Regions from separate parts of the Ovis aries genome. Here regions 1 and 3 are each linked to region 2. The links are chromatin contacts, called in public Hi-C maps. All regions are on one chromosome and are shown on one strand. The core of a region is the stretch at or near the end of the contact, and the rest is flanking DNA. Distances in the headings are between cores, read along the strand shown. Region 1 holds the start of ABAT (4-aminobutyrate aminotransferase). Region 2 holds the start of CARHSP1 (calcium regulated heat stable protein 1). Region 3 overlaps TMEM114 (transmembrane protein 114).

Region 1 (2,833 bases), core at 149-2,648, 140 kb before region 2:
TGTAGTCACAGACCACACTAGACGGCAGGTGGTTTGTTCGGCAGTTTTTAAATGTATTCATTCGCTTTGGCGTGCTCAGTTGCTTTAGTCATGTCCGACTCTGTCACCCCATGGACTGTAGCCCGCCAGGCTCTTTTGTCCATGGGATTATCCAGGCAAGAATACTGGAGTGGGTTGCCATGCCCTCTTCCAGAGGATCTCCCCAACCCAAGGATCGAACCTGAGTCTCCTGTGTCTCCTACATTACAGGTGAATTCTTTACCCACTGAGCCACCTGGGAAGCAAACCCCCGCCCCACAACTTTTTTTTTTTCTTAATATTTATCTTAATTCCAAGGACTATAGTCCTGCTCGCCTAATCGGATATAGGGCAGCCTGGATTCATGGAAGGCAGGAAGGAAGGACCTCAGGGTTTTGCAAGATGCAAACAAAGAAAATAGTTACCTGATCAGGCTGAGTGGGGAAACCCAAGCTGTATTCTTTCTTGGCATTTTTAATTCTGTAACAGCTATTCATCAGGAGCACTTCGTGAGCTCTTGTTGTTTTCTGATGGGTAGTTTCCTGTGTCTTTGATTTTACCATTGAACCAATGCATCCTCTTTCCAAATACCTGTAGAAAGCTACTGGGCTGGCAGTTATTCACACTTTAGTATTAGCTAGTCTTCATACAGCACTTTAAGTTTTGTAAAGGCAGCTTCATCACATCTACCCTCTCACTTGTGCTCATGAAGGAGGCGTTAGTGCCCGAGGAACCATGGGCTCCTAGTCCAGTGATTTTTGCACTGCCCCAAGGATGCACTAGCTGGGAGGTGTTAAATGAATGGCAGCTCAGAGAGCTGAGAGCGAGAAGACCCTGAGCACTTGCCCGGAGGGAGGGTGTGCGTGGGCGGGGTGGTGGTGGTGGGTGGAAGGGGACTCTATGCTCTTTTGCCCTCCCTTTCTTACGGAACCTTGTCTAACTCTGAATCTAGGCTTCCCGGAGCCCGAGATCTAAGGCTCATGGTGCAGAGGGGGCAGCTACACACGTCTGCAGCCCCCAGTATCCAGAAAAGGGGCAGGGGGCAATTAAGGTCTAGGTTAAACCAGCCTATAGAGCCTCTCCCCCCCCCCCGCCCCCCATTTCAGAGACTGGCTCCCCACACCCCAGCTCGGCTGGGGCTCCTCGCCGCCGCGGTCACAATCCGGCTCCTCCATCCCGGCCCTCGCGGCCCCTCCTCCGGGCCCCCGGCTCCTCCGGGCCCCCGGCTCCTCCGCCCCCGGGAGGCCGGACTCTGCCCCCGGCCCGCCTTCCCCCGCCCTCCCGGGGGCGGTGGCCCGTGGCGGGCGCGCTCATTGGCGGTGGCGCGCGCGAGGGCCGGGACCCGCAGCGCTGATTGGCCAGCGCGGCTCGGCGGAGCCCAGAAGCCCGGCGAGTCGCTGGGGGAAGCGAGGCAGAGACCGGCCGCCGCCGGAGCGCAGGACGCCGATCGCTCAAGTCGCAGCCGGGCGGATTGGAGTCCGCACATTGGAGCAGAGGCCTGGAGGTAAGGACCTGGCGCCGGGTCGCTTGAGGCGAGCCCTTTCGCGCTAGCTGAGATGGAATCCTTCGGCCCTGCCCCCTAGGGAGCAAAAACGGGGCATCTTCTCTTAAGAGACCGAGCCCTCATCTTTCCGAGACGCGGGTCCCTCTGTCCCGAAAAGAGACAGCCGTCCACCGTCCAGAGAGCAAAATAGTTTCCTTTTCCCTTCGGACATGGGCCCCCCAGCTCTAGAAATAAGATTGCTCTCCCCACATTCCCCCTTGGAATGGAACGTGCTTCCCTCCGCCCCCAAAGTGGGTTCCAGCCTCCCCGGGTTTCTAGGGCCCATCATTTCTTGGGAGACGCATGCCTCTACCCCGTCCCTAAAAAACTAAGTTTGGATTCTTCTCCCCACCCTCCCTTCTCAGCTCGGAGATAACGGGGTGCTTCCCCCCAGGAGGGAAAATAAGCCCCTCCCTAAAAGAAGGATATCGCTGGCCAGAGACGCTGCATATAACCCTCAAATGCAATCAGACCTCCGTGTAACCCCACCCCCCCAACTCAGAAACTGGACTCAATTCCCTGTCTCCCCCCGCGCCAACCCCTCTTCATCCATCAGAGAGAGAAGATTGATTGCCTTGAACACCTTTACATTTAAGGCATTTGGGAGATTACTCCTCTTTCTCAAGATGCAAGAGGAGGGGTTTTCACATTCAGAAACAGGGCAAGGCTCCGGTCACTCGTCTGGACCAAGCCACACACCTCACCCCACCCCTTTAACGCTTTTGCGTTAAATCCCATCCCATTAACCACCACCCCTACCCTGTCCCATCCCTCCCACCTCTCTACTCCACCTAATCCCATCTCCTTTCCTCTCCCACGATTGCCAGAGATAAGAGCAGAGGTTGAGGTTTAGTAAGAAGTTTAGAAGACTGAAACCCTTAGAACTGGGCTCCTCAGCCTAGAGATCATACCGGAGCCGCCAAACTGCCAGCAGAGATGGCCTCTGAGGCAGCAGGACCAGTGAGGACCACCGCCCCCCCCCGCCAAAACACACACACATACACAAAGGACTGTGTTCCAAATAAACTCCCCTGAGACGGACCAACCCCTCTCCTGGAGAAGAGGGTGTCCATGCAGAGAGAAGGGCCCCCATTTGCCTCCTGGGGCTCCCCCTTCCTAGCTCCTGTGGACATTGCCCTGTGGAATTCCCTAGGCCCTTAGCCAAGAGAGATGCTTGCAGGAGCCATCCATCGGACTGGCTTCAGTGAAGCTGGACTGAGGGACAGGTTGATGGTGACCTGATGGGGGCAGGGAACCGCTTTGATCCGGTGG
Region 2 (2,750 bases), core at 221-2,720:
CGGCCATCAAGGCCGCCCGGGAAAGGCGAGCCTAGAGGGGGTTTGGAGAAGGTCCCTGGGCCCGAGGAAGGAGCGCCTGCTTCAAGCCCTACAGGGGCCATGAGGAAGTCATTCCTAGCAGAGGGGTCTGCAGGGGCACAGGTTCAGGGACAAGGAGGGAGGGCGGGTGCCAGAAAGGGGCTGGGACGGTCTGGCTGGGGGAGAGAGATAACAGAAAACTCTGGTGAAGAGTATGGGACTGAAAAGACAACGAGGACATCAATGGGCGATTTTAAGCCCGGGGTTGATTTGAACCTGTTTTTACAAGATCCCCTGCGTGCAGGGTAGAGAAAAATATTGGAGAGGCAAGACTGGGAACGAAGAGACCAAGAAATATATATATATATACATTTTTTTTTTCAAGCAAGTAAAAAATGTAACAGTAGCTAAAGCTCCCCCACCCCAGTCCTAGGTCAGCTATCTCCTTTTATTCTCACACACCCCTTTATGGCAGGGAAACTTACATCCCCAGCCTACAGATGAGGAAACGTAGGCTCAGAGAAGTTTTCTATGTTGCAGTGAGACCCTCCGGCCTGTGGGAACGGAGATCGTGCCTGGAGGGGGCTGAAATCCAGCCCCCCACCCCACTCCCAATAGAAACATCCACTCCAACCCTAGATAAGCTATTGGGGGCTTCCTTTTTAGAAATCAAAACAAAAAACCGTTGCATTTCCGGCCTGAAAACTTGGGCTGCCAATGAGGCCCGCAGGGAGGGAGCCCGTGGGCGCGGGTGAAGTTTCTCTGCACGGCCTCGGGGGGCCCCCCCATCCAGGCGCAAACACCCCGGGTGAGCGGCCGGCAGCTCCTCCTCCCTAGAGGCGGCCAATCGCACGGCGCCAGGATGTCCCCGCTCCCTCCCCAACCTCCTAGCCAGGCCTGGCAGCGGTCCCACCGCCGAGCCCGCAGCTGCCGCGTCCAGGCCTGGCTGGGGGGCTGGCTCCACCTCCCCGAGCGGCGCCCCCGCCCCGCGCGCCTCGCCCCAGCGCCTCGCGAGTCACCCCATCCAGCTCTATCCAGCGAAAGCAAGGGGAGGGTTGGGGGTGGGGGCGCGGGAGGAGAAGAAGAGGGGTTTTTTCCTGCACCAAGAAAACAGGTGGCCAGGCGGGAAATGCAACCAGACGTCCGCCCCAAATCCCTCGGGCTGCTGCCACACCCACCATCCTCCAGGCGGGGATGAGTAACCCGCGCTGCCTAAACAGGCCACTGCCGCCCGAGCATTTCCGAGGGGCCCAGAGACCCAGCCAGCGAGCTGGAAGACCCTCCAGAGTGGGGGTGAATGGGGGGCAGCGGGGGCAGAAGAGGCCGAGGTCCCATGCCGGAGGATCTTGGGCCTCCCTCAAGGCGAGGGCACCCCCACCACGCCCTTTCTGGGGTCCCCAGAGAAGCTCCCTACCTGACTGCTCCGCTCCACCAGGCGCTCAGCTTCAACTGCGGGGAAAAGAGCTGGGGAGGGGGCGTGGTTGGCGGGGCGGGCTCGCCGAGCCCCGCCCCTGACCCCCGCCCCCGGGAGCTCTCGGCCAATGGGGCCGCGGCCTCGAGGAGGGGCGGGGCGGGCGGGACCAGTCCCTACGGGACCTTTGTGTCCGCGCGCGGGACTGGCGGGAGTGCTGGGCGCGTGGCCTGGGGCGAGTGGGTGGGGGGTGGCCCGGGCTCTCGTCTGTGCTGCACACCCCCGGCCGGAAGGCTCCCGTGAAAAAAGGAAAGCATCTGGTCGTCGCGCCCGAGCGAGTCCCTCCCCGAGCCGACGGCGTCGGATTTGATCCCCGACTTGATCTTTGCTCCAGAATCCGGATGGGCCCCGGGCACCTCCTCCGTTTTAGCCGATAGAAAAAGATAAAGGAATGACGGAAAGGGATGAAGAGAGTGGCCGAAGGGAGAAAAAGCAAACCAAAAAAGCGCAAAGAAAGAACAACAACGAAACTGGGAGAACTGCTTTCGTCCCTTTTGTTTTGGTTTTAGTCTCAGCTCCTTGAGTCCTCTGTGTCTGCAGGTAAATGAACTTACTCCCATCTTACAGGAGAGAAAACCGAGGCACAGACAGGTGACCCACCTCCTCACACCCAGCAAGTCAGAGCAGGCCCTGAAAGGAAAGTCAGCCCTGGATGGAGGCTCCGGCTGGTAGTTGAGGGGCAGCATGTGGGGAGGGATACTCTCGTCTGGGACAACAGGGCCCAGGAATTGGGGTGGCACAGGGGTCCTTCCTGGAACCCACCAACTCTCCCTGCCTCTCTTGTACGGTCAGGTTAGGGGCTCTCTGGAGAAGAACACAGGTATGGCTTCCTTGACATAAGAGAAGCCAGTTTTGGCCTAAGCTGTTTTGTAATCTGAAGCCTAGCCACAGTGTTTTAACCGGGCTCGGTAATTAAATGATTTTAAGGGAAGTGAGGGAACGCAGGAACGAGGGGAAAAAACAGTTAAGAAACAAGAGTTCAGCAATGAAACAGGGACCACCTCAAAGGTATGAAGATGTCGACCTTCCTGATGTCTATCAACTAAAACGTGGCCTCTGTTGACCTTTGCCCGAATTTGATACAGTACTCGCCTCTGCTCAAGCCCCTTCTTGAATAGGCATGTACCCTTAGCTTAAAAGTTCCCCAGGACTTCCCAGGTTGTCCAGTGATTACGACTCCCATCTTCCAGAAAGTCAGGAATTAAACAGACAAAAGGACATTCCTGAGAGCCATGAGAACATGTGCAAACGCCCTGAGGTG
Region 3 (2,700 bases), core at 176-2,675, 220 kb before region 2:
AGTGCTAGATCCCATCTTTGAAACCCAGCCATTGCCTGACTTGCCTGATTTTAATCAATCAAAGCAAAGCATTGTATCAGGATGGCAGGTGTGCATGAGACAGCAAGGGTCTCCCGCCAGCCTGTGACCCTAACCCTGAAGCTCTCGGGACTCAGCTTCTTTTATGAAACAGTGAAAACGATTCTCAGAACCTGCTCTCACCCTCAGGCTTCTCTCCTGGGACCACAGACCCAGGGACCCTGGGCAGGAAACCTGTTCATCCCTTCCAGCTAGGAGATCACAGCGGGGCAAACCGAGCCCCAGAGGGGATGCGGTCTCCCCCACCCTCCTTCCTTCTGGGGGATCATGCACGGCCCTTCCTGGCACCCGGGGCCCCATGCCAGCCAGGCACCTACCTCCAAAGAGGAAGAGGGTCCCCGTGAGCAGGAGGAGGCAGGAGGCTCGCAGGAGGAAGCTCAGAAAGCCCGTCATGCCCCCGAAAACCATGAGGATCAGGCTGAGCGGCAGCAGAATCACGAACGTCCCATGCATGGCTTAGGGGAGACAGAAGGAGGCAGTTACTAACATCCTTCAGTCAATCAACAAACACCTACCGAGCACTTCCTGTGACCAGCACCCAAACGCTGGGGGGAGGCGGGGAATTGCCACTGCTACTGCCGGTAATGATGATGATCTGGGCTTCCTGGTGGCTCAGGGGTAAAGAACCTGCCTGCTAACGGCGGGGGCAAACAGGTTTGATCCCTGATCTGGGAAGATCCCACATACTGCAGAGCAGCTAAACCCACGCCCTGCAACTACTGAGACTGTGCTCTGGAGCCCAGGAGCTGTGACTACTGAAGCCTGTGCTCCGAAACAAGAGAAGCCCTGGAACCTCCACTAGAGAAAAGTCCAAGCAGCAACAAACCCAGCACAGCCTAAATAAGTAAACAAAATTATTTTAAAAAGCCATGATAAGAATATGATTAATATGCTGTGCTAAGTCACTTCAATCGTGTCTGACCCTGTGAACTGTAGCCCGCCGGCTCCTCTGTCCATGGGATCCTCCAGGCGAGAATACTGGAGTGGATTCCTGTGCCCTCCTCCACGGCATCTCCTGACCCAACGATGGAACCTGCGTCTCTTGTGTCTCCTGCCCTGACAGGCGGGTTCTTTACCGCTAGAGCCACCTGGGAAGCTATGGTTATTGAAGCTCAGTTATGCCAGGCTTTGTGCTGCGTAAGTACCTAGTACGTGCTGGGTGCCAGGCTCTGTCCCTAGATTGGCAGACGCATAAGCAAATTCACCAAGGCTCCTGCCGTGTGGGGTCAGCAGTGAACAAGTGATGAAGCTGAGAAACGGTGACAAACGCACGGGGAAGGGCGTGAACAACGCTGAGAAGCCGGCAGGGCAGCGGCTCTACTGCGGAAGTGACATCAGAGCAGAGAGCAGGGAGGAGTCAGAGATGGGAGGGGGTGTGCCCGGCGGGGCTTCCTCCGGGAGAGCCAGCCAGGGTGGCTGAGGGGAGGGAGAGTGAGGATGTGGGGAGGGGAGATCGTTCAGAGAAGCTCGCGTGGGGCTCGGGGCTCCGGAGCCATCGGGAAGATTTTTCATTTCTCTCCGAATGAGAGGGCTTCCCTGGTGGCTCAGACGGTAAAGATTCCACCTGCAATGCAGGAGACCTGGGTTCCATCCCTGGGTTGGGAAGATCCCCTGGAGGAGGGCATGGCAACCCACTCCAGTATTCTTCCCTGGAAAATTCCCACGGACAGAGGAGCCTCCCAGGCTACAGTCCATGGGGTCACCAAGAGCCAGACAGGACTGAGCGACTAAGCACAGCACTGATTGAGACGGAGGCCACCAGCCTGTCTTGAGGCATGAGAGACACAGACTTTCACTTCGGTTTCTACAGGTTGCTCTGGTCGCTCTATTGAGAGTAGCCAGCAGAGGGGTGTAGGGGGTTGAAAGAAGGCTCCCAAGTTCACGTCCAGACTTCATTTCCTTGGGCTCCAAAATCACTGCAGATGGTGACTGCAGACGTGACCTTAAAAGATGCTTGCTTCTTGGAAGAAAAGCGATGACCAACCTAGACAGCGTATTAAAAAGCAGAGACATTACTTTGCCGACAAAGGCCCGTCTAGTCAAGGCTATGGTTTTCCCAGTAGCCATGTATGGATGTGAGAGATGGACCAGCAGGGAACACCGCCAGAGAAGATGCCTGAGTTCATATCCGGAAGGGTCTGCCCAGCCATGCCCCCCTCTCCCTTCCCAGCCACGGGAGGCTGAACAGTGACAGGTTGGGGGGGGGGCGAGGATTGAGCAGGAGAGAAGAGGGGGAAGCCAGAGAAAGAGCCGCCCGTCCATCCCCTCCCCCTGCTCTGTCCCCAGACTGCGTGTCTCTTGTGAGTCACTTCATTCCTCAGAAGCTCCGTTTTCACGTCCCTGACCTGGAGGTCATGAGATGCGGCTCGCTGTGTTACCACAAGGACAATGTGCATGGAGGAAATGGAGAGGCCCATAGAGCCCGGATTAAATCAACCATGACCCCACCAACCGTACAGATGATGAAGGTGATCATCCGGTCTGCCTTCCCCTGTATCACACCCCTTGGCCTGCAAGCCCCTAAATGCCAGCAGCCTTGGCGAGTCAAGGAGACAAGGCCCATCTCCTTCCTGGGGCTGTCACAGGACAAAACGTGATTCCAGGGGACGGGGACTTGGGGTC

Evidence for each region. Hi-C and Micro-C count contacts between places; a contact is called where the count stands out from the background.
Region 1: a Hi-C map of hypothalamus shows a contact between it and region 2, with 6 times the contacts expected there. The contact joins the promoter of ABAT here to the promoter of CARHSP1 in region 2. A contact is called at or near these places in 10 of 16 Hi-C or Micro-C datasets (blood, hypothalamus, liver and 5 more).
Region 3: a contact with region 2 is called in a Hi-C map of hypothalamus, with 4 times the contacts expected there. The contact joins the enhancer-like site here to the promoter of CARHSP1 in region 2. A contact is called at or near these places in 10 of 16 Hi-C or Micro-C datasets (blood, hypothalamus, liver and 5 more).

What each region holds. Positions count from the first base shown.
Region 1 is chr24:8,099,376-8,102,208 of ARS-UI_Ramb_v3.0, forward strand. It overlaps ABAT (4-aminobutyrate aminotransferase), which reads left to right and starts at 1,399. Exons shown (of 16, transcript XM_004020759.6): 1 at 1,399-1,522.
Region 2 is chr24:8,239,105-8,241,854 of ARS-UI_Ramb_v3.0, forward strand. CARHSP1 (calcium regulated heat stable protein 1) reads right to left here and starts at 1,471. Exons shown (of 4, transcript XM_004020761.5): 1 at 1,433-1,471.
Region 3 is chr24:8,018,671-8,021,370 of ARS-UI_Ramb_v3.0, forward strand. TMEM114 (transmembrane protein 114) reads right to left here. Exons shown (of 4, transcript XM_027961742.3): 3 at 396-533. Among named protein-coding and RNA genes, the nearest start is that of TMEM114, 11 kb to the right of the region's middle. Within about 2 kb of position 1,426, at least 28 of the 54 cell types and tissues checked have an H3K27ac peak or open chromatin away from gene starts, as enhancers often do. A contact at or near this core is called in hypothalamus, liver and tail adipose tissue, where this site is marked.